2 separate regions of the Triticum aestivum genome follow, and region 2 is linked to region 1. A link is a contact called in public Hi-C data. All regions are on one chromosome and are shown on one strand. Each heading gives the region's core, a stretch centred on a gene start, on an enhancer-like site or on the middle of the called end of the contact. The rest is flanking DNA. Distances are from core to core; before and after follow the strand shown.

The links. A called contact is a pair of places that touch in the nucleus more often than the background predicts.
Region 2: a contact with region 1 is called in a Hi-C map of leaf, with 6 times the contacts expected there. The contact joins the promoter of LOC123103915 here to the enhancer-like site in region 1. A contact is called at or near these places in 2 of 5 Hi-C or Micro-C datasets (both in leaf).

What each region holds. Positions count from the first base shown.
Region 1 is chr5A:447,303,012-447,306,813 of IWGSC CS RefSeq v2.1, reverse strand. No RefSeq gene overlaps it. Among protein-coding and RNA genes, the nearest start is that of LOC123107127, 150 kb to the left of the region's middle. Within about 2 kb of position 1,588, at least 2 of the 8 cell types and tissues checked have an H3K27ac peak or open chromatin away from gene starts, as enhancers often do. A contact at or near this core is called in leaf, where this site is marked.
Region 2 is chr5A:447,454,844-447,458,894 of IWGSC CS RefSeq v2.1, reverse strand. It overlaps LOC123103915, which reads right to left and starts at 2,278. Exons shown (of 1, transcript XM_044525612.1): 1 at 934-2,278. The coding sequence starts at 1,535. The coding sequence ends at 1,143. LOC123103916 (a long non-coding RNA gene) reads left to right here. Exons shown (of 7, transcript XR_006450030.1): 7 at 1-62.

The DNA of each region.
Region 1 (3,802 bases), core at 339-2,838:
CTCGCAATTTTCATGATTGACACGCCCGCTCGCAACATTCTTTTCATTTGTGCAATCACATCGCAATGCTTCATGACGATGTTTGAAATGTTGTACCACTGTTGGAGTAGTGACTTTGCATTGCGATCATGGAGCATATCCAAATTGCATGGCCTGTAGTGCTTGTGTTCATGAAACTAAGAATGCATATGTTGCCAAAATATCGTGCCCGTCTGGTTCATGCCTACAAACCCCATATTTGTGGCCAACCACGTGTCGTACAACAATGCATCCTCCGTCACCGAGTACCTCGCCATCGTGCTAGCTTCATCTTAAACAAGGAGAATGTGAAAAATAAATCTTAACATCATTTAACCGAACACTTGCCGGACGTGGTGTCCACTATGGACGGCGTCGGCACGGGGCAGATGATACCTAGGCTGCGGATGGATCCAGGGGTGCAACGACGGCGAAGAAGAAGGCGCCTAGGTGGAGCAACTGTGGTTGGGCAAGAACTGGGCGGTGGCCGGAGTGGTGCAGAGGATGCAGCGGTCTTGGTGGATGCGGTAGTGGGCAAGAGGGGAAGGGTCCGGAAGGGGTGTTTGTGTGGGCCGGGTGTGCCGTAGTCCGACGTGGCTCTTGTCTGAACCCCCCCCCCCCCCCCAAAAAAAAAAACTCCCTAGCTTTGTTTTCGGTTTTGCGGAATTCAAACGCGTGAACCGGTCCACAAATGTTTCATGCACGGCGTTGGATGGCATAAACCGTCCGGACTGTGCTGTCTTGATGTTTAGCATTGTTTGGATGGACAGCCGAGATACCCGAAGGTAGCGGGCCAATGTGTGAACTGAAAAGACTAATAGAAGAACTCGTAGCCAGTGGACCAATCCATTTTGTCCGGTCAGCATTTTCCTATTTATTTATTTTTATCCACAAAACTGTTGTTTATTATTTCCTCTGTTGCATAATATAAGAGCATTTTAAAAATTAATGTAGTGTTAAAAACGTTCCTATATTATCCTACACGAGTCATTTAAACGGCGTGAAACCTCGGCGGGACAATTTAAGCGGCATGAGCAGGCATGCAGACGACGCTGGCAGTGGCAGGGGACAGGTCGCTGCCTCCGGCGCAGCTCCTAAAAGTGGCAACCAGGGAGGCGGACCGCTTAAAGGCACGCTCCGGATGCGTCGCGGCTGTCGATCGGCCCCGGCCGGGCATCGGATGCCGACGTCCAAAAGCGGGTGCATGCGCGCCACAGCGAGTGCGCGCGTCCAACTCGCGTCGCCGTCCGGGACGCCAACCCCCGGACCCGCTCGCCATCGCCCCGGATGCGCCCGATCCCGCCCGACGCCGACGCCACGGCCCCCGTCGCTGGTAACTGGTGAGTGTCAAAACCCCAAACTCAAAGCCGGCCAGGTACCAGGTGCCGCCCGCCGACGTGGCCGCGCGCTGGCCTCTCCGCCCGGCGGATCCTCCTTTCGGTCCGTCCCTCTCCGCGCGAGACCGATAGCTCGTGTTCGGTTGCGCGTGCGCGCGCGCACCACAGACAGAGCGCGCCCTGTCGATCGAGCTGTTTGGCGACAGTAATAAGCCGGTAGACGCCATCAACCAGGCTGTGGACAATGACGTACGTACGTACGTGGCGTAGGTCGGAATATAACGCCGTTGTCTGCCTGCCTGGTGCTGGGGCTCCCTCCTCTGAGCTTGGCCACCTGCAGGTCAAGCGCGCAGCTAGTTCCCCACATCGGCGAGGCAAGTGGTCTGAACTGTCGAGTTGCGCGGGCCGCCAAAAGCAGTACTCAGTGGCCGTGGTTGGATTGGAGCAAAGAGACGCCGGACAGGACGGTGCAGGTTTGCCGCTAGCGATGGTACACGTACGTCTTGCACGCGCGCGATGTCGCGGCGTCTCGTGAATGATTAGTAGGCATGCAAACGGCCTTTCCTCTTTGCTTGGCCGTTATGCAACCAGCGAGCTAACCAAGCCTGGCTCTCTGATTTTGTCAGGCTTAGGTTACGGCATCTGGATCTGCTCCCCGGAGCCCGTCAATCATGCATGTCCTCTCGGCAGTCTCATGTTTCCTACTGTGCAAATTGAATCGGCGGCACGCAGGCACAGCAGCAACAGTGGTGGCGACACCTTAATGGCCGCAACCATTAGATTCAGGTGTGCCGTGTGTCCACACAAATTCAGGTCGAGCACGCGTACGTACGCACGTACGCAGCCGGTGTAAATCCGGTGGGTGAGGATTCACAAGAGCACTGCTGCCCTCATAACTTTGCTTCTCGTTTCTAGATCGACATGCGCATGGTCCCGTACGTGGGTCGTCCTATCTGCCGCCGTCGTGCCACACGCACCGGCGTGGTGGGTTGAAGGCTTCAAGTGCCAAAAGTACTTGAACGAGGGTGTTCTACTGGAATTGGCATAAATGTTCCGCGATCCACACTGGTTGGGGCTTGAGGCAAGGGCCTGGTTGGCAGCGTGTGCTGCACCAACAGTGATTTAAGCTGTTTGGATCACACAGCAAATTCCACTTCGGTCTAGATGTATGTCCCTCCGTGTGTCCCGTAGCTCGCATTTTCCGCAGCGCCTGGTGCCTCCTTCGGCGGCGGCCGTAGCTCCCCTTTCGCGTTAGCTACTTGTCAGGCGACTGAATTTAAATTTTCGATCAGTCAAATTTATGGCCGTTGATTCAAGGTGATTTGTGATACGTGTATAGCCGGTAGACTTACTCTGATAGGCCAACTCCAATGCAGGACCCCAAATGGACGTCTATTTTGTTCGGATTTCGTCCGTTTGAGGGTGACAATGGGGCCGTGTATGTCTGGAATTGTGTTTGCGCCGGGCGTGCGGCCGCATCTTCTGCCCCACCTCGTCCGCCGGTAGATCTACAAAACCGCTCAAAGTTTGCGCACACGAAAAGAGATTAAACCGGTAGATCTACTGATTGCCAATTTGATCCCACATGTGCTCAACCAAGTCATCTTGCAACTTCGTATGAGTGTTCAAATCATGCATCTCACGATGAAAATTGGACAAACTGTTCAAAGGTTGCAGGAGGTGGGTGCTTAGGCTCAACATTCTCACCCTGAAAATCAAACCCTTGGCCGTAGTTGTTGTCAAGGTTGTCAGAATCACGATTCTGTTGTACGATTCTACGACTTTACAATCCAAACTAACTCCTTTGATTCTACGATTTTGGTTCATAGAATATATGTTTCTATGATTCTGATAGTGAAGATTCTACGATTTGCGATCCTACCATGAGAGCTCTGATCTGATTCAGGATCACGATTCTGACAACCTTGGTTATTGCCATCACGCTCATCCCCAACGACCATGTTATGCATGATCACACAAGCAGTCATCACCTCCCAAAACTTCTGAGTGCTCCATGTCAATGCAGAGTTTCTAACAATACCCCCATCGAGACTGAAGCACACCAAATGCACGCTTCACATCTTTTCTAGCACTCTCCTGCATTTAGGCAAACCTCTGTCTCTTCTCTCCTTGCGGATTGGGTATGGTCTTCACAAGAGTGGACCACCGGGATAAATACCACCAGTTAGGTAGTATCCCTTGTTGTAATGGTGGCCATTGATCTCAAAGTTGACCTCCGGGCAGTGGCCTTCTGCAAGCCTTGCAAACACTGGAGAATGCTGAAGAACGCTAATATCATTGTGAGAACCAGTCATGTCGAAGAAAGAATGCCATATCCACAGATCTTGTGAAGCCACAACTTCAAGTATGACAGTGACACCTTTCACATGTCCCTTGTAATGCTCCTGCAAGCAAATGGATAGTTCTTCCACTTCCAGTGCGTAAGC
Region 2 (4,051 bases), core at 1,029-3,528, 150 kb before region 1:
TGATTTTGATTTGCTATGTGCTCTCTTTTCACAAGTGTAGCTTTTTGTCTCGTTTCATGTCTCGTTTGGGGGAGCTTCATGGTCATGTTCGATGAGCCTAGTTCGTCTCGGACTAACATTGAGGAAAAGTAGTTTGGAGAGGGTACCGAGGCGACTCGCTTGGCTATTGCTTGCGACTAAACCTCCCTCGACTGCTTCCTAACATAGCACTAGGTTTTGCTCCTTCAAGGTAATTAAACTTCTTTAAAAAACATCATTGTGCACAGCCAATTAAAATGCTTGATGTGCTCATCTTACTAGCGATCGAAGCTATGCCGCATCTGTGAATTAGAGGGCGCCCAAGTAGTTCTTCATAGCAACAACATGTTTAGTGTTGGATCGGCCAGGACGCTCAAGGTGGAGTGGTAAAAAGGCTGCAGAGCAGCGGCGGTGGAATGACTGAACACTTGACAACGTTGAATGAGTTCATCGGACGGTTTCAAAAAATTCCATTCTTTTGTCTGAAACATTGACAAATGTTTAAATGGCTTACAAAATTTCAACACCAAATGACATTCATAGAAAATCTGGCAAAAACAAAAAACAAAATCGATGCTCACATTTTGGAGCATCGCTTTAGGTTTTTTTTGCTAGATTTTCCACAAATGTCATCTGGTGTTGAAATTTTGCATGCTATTGAACATTTGTCAATGTTTCACACAATTTTTTTAGGGATGTTTGAAATTTCTTGCCATTTTTTTTTTGATTTTGCTGTTCACCGGAGTTCATGTGAGCTCGGGATTAGAACACCACTTTCTATAGTATATACGCATCATTGAACACTTGTGATTCACAATCATTGAACCACATACGCGAATATATATAGATGTATTTTGGAGTGTAGATTCACTCAATTTAAATTAAATCACGACGAGTAATTTGAACGACAGGATGAAAAGAAGAAACAAGACATTTGTTCTGTTTCCATTCCAATAATCAGCAAATCTTTACAAGGTTCTCGCGCGACGACATATATGTCTCGGGTTACCTGCGTAGTACACATGATTCTTGACATTTGCTAATGGAAAAAGCATGCTCCGCGACATCCCGATCCCGATCCCGGTTCCGATGGAGATCGATATCCATCAATCGTCACCCGATGACTAGAGCGCGAACCACTTCTCCCGGAAGTTGGATTGGTAGGAGACCATGACGATGAGCAGCACGAGCAGGAGCCCGACGCCCCACGGCGACCCCCCGGCGCGGTGGATGGAGTCCCTCTCCGGCATCGACATGGACATCAGCTGGTCGACGCGCCGCCCGTCGCCGTCGCCGCCCGACAGCAGCCGCACCGCGAGGAGCAGCGCGAGCGGCGACACCATGAGCAGGAGCTTGCCCTGGTCGGCGAAGGTCTCCGCCACCGACTCGTAGCTCATGTACCAGGAGAAGCCGAGGAAGACGAACAGCACGAGCAGGAAGAAGCACAGGTGCAGCGGCAGCTCCGGCGCCCGCAGGTGGCCCGTCGACGAGCCGCCGTTGCCGTACGCGTTCCCCATAGGTCACTGGCCTCGCCTACCACGGCTTCTTGATCGATGGAACCGAGGTGATGATTTTGCAGGTGGTTTTTCAGGGATTCGACGGTCGCCACCGATGGAGAGAGTTGGGGAGTGGACGATCGAGCGGGCGCTTATTTATACACGAGCCCGGGGCGACACGTGGCGAGCGCGCCGGCCAATCGGAGCGGCCGCCCCGGCGCGGAGCACGTTCCGGCGGGCCGGCCGGCCGTGGGGCGGCTGACACGGCATGTCGGCACGCACGCACGCACGCACGTGGGCTCCGCGGCGCGAGCGCTTTGCTTAGCCCGATCCCCGGCGCGTCGGGGCTAAGTAAAGCGCGCCCGTGCAGCGCGGGGGCCACCGGTCGGTGACGGTGGGCGCAGTGGGGGGAGCGTGCGCCGTGGGGGCGGAGGGTGCGCTGGCCGGTGCAGCAGCGTCGACGGGATCTGCACATTTGTTATCTGAGCCGGTGTCCCCTTCGGCTCTGGCGAGATCTGCGGCGTCCGCGTCGTTGGTGGTTAAGAAAGCCCATCTTAAGTGGATGCAACACGGCAGGTGTGTCTTCTAGTCGTGTTCGTGTGTATGATATCACTGGCCATGGCGAAAGATAACAAGATCTAGGACAGTCCACTGCAGCGCTATAGTATTTGTATTTGGTATTACTATACGGGCAACACGTACGTACGGATCGACCACTGTCCTGGTCCCTGCGTGATGCTCACGTGTGGCATGCAAGTTATCTCTCGTCGCATCCCTTTTTTGCACTTGTGTTTCGGACATGATCTGATCGACTGAAGCTATGCTTGCGAGTGCTGCTGCATTGTTTTTTTTTTGAGGGATGGTGCATAACTGCTGATTCGTTTCAGGGAGATTTTTTTTGGGAGGGGATTCGTTTCAAGGAGATGAAAATCAGAGGAACCGGCATCTTCTCAGAGTAAACTCAGCCCACGCAGATAGAGCAGGCCAAGACTCATTCATGACGAAGAATAACGCAAAGGCTATATCTCGCCTAAAGCGAGCCCCAAGGAAGACTCGCCTGAAGGATCATGCTAGTAGGTCGCGTCCTAGATCCAGAAACAGAACCGGTCTTCCACTAGTTTTTCGGGGGTTTTCTTGTTGTTGTTTTTCCTCGTTTTTTTCAGCGGCTTTTCTCCGTTTTCCCTTTATTTCTTTTTTCTTTGTTTATTTTTCTTTTTCACAAGATTTTTCATTTTCTGTCTTTTTGTATTCATTTTTCTTAGGTTTTGCTTTTTTCCCATGGTTTTCATCGGTTTTGTTTTGTTCTCTAGGGACTTACCTATGATTCAGTAGCCACAGGTGTTTACCTAGCATGTATGACAATCTTGTTTCTAACTGTGGCCCACCTATGATTCATACATTTTCACTTATGGTTAAACTATGTTTGCTTGTGTACTTTTGTCTTGTTAAATTGATGCGGTCATGAGATGAATATACTCTCTTGATACTGAACTTTTTGTAAAATAAATTTATTTTAGATAACTAAAGTAAATGCACCTAAATGAAGATAAAAAAAATTACATTGTTGGATATATCTTTTATTTTTCTCTTAGTGAGAGCACAATTTAAATATCTTCTGTTGAAAGTATATAGCCAAACCCATTAAAAAAATGTGGTACCATAATCAACCATACATACAATTTTTTTAAATAACACATACAATATGTTGGATGATAATTTTGAAGCTGGAGATTTTTTTTATGTTCCATACGGTACCTAATTTAGCAGTCATGTCACATCATTGATGTTTGTTTTGGGCAAATAGAAATGTGACATTTCATCTATGAACATCGATGTCCGTTAATTCCTAGTGTCCTAATTTTCCTCCCGGGCTCCCCATAGCCCCGTATTATATTTAATAAAATACATATAGTTTTCCATGAGTGTGGAAATCATATTTGTTTTTTTTTCACAAAAATCCAAATGGTTTTCCAACAATATATATAGGTTTATCCTTCATTTTCAAAATTTCATTAGAAATATATTAATTTTGAAGCTACATATAGAAGAAAATTCTGTGCACCAACATGAATGGTAACTCTATTTCTGGATCACATATTGAAAATTCGTATCAATATATTTTGTATGTACATATCATACATCCGGAATTCTAAATATATACATTTAGATCTTTTTTTAAAATTGGCTGAGATTCCAAAATATAGTTTTTGATTCTTTACACCAATGTAGTGTATGTTTTTTTTGTTATTCATTCCTTGCTAGTTCCTAGTATTCATCATTCGTCTCTAAATTATGCGAACAAAAATGGTGGTGTCATTTATGTGTCTCTTTCCATTACCTACTACTCCCCCTGTCCCTAAATATAAGCCCTTTTAGAGATTCCAATAAAAACTACATACGAAGCAAAATGAGTAAAAATCTATACGCTAACATATGCCTATATACATCCGCATGTACTCCATATTGAAATATAAGAATTCTAGTTTTGTATGCAAGTGAGGTTAAATAAGTCACAGAAAACAAAATAAGTGATAAGG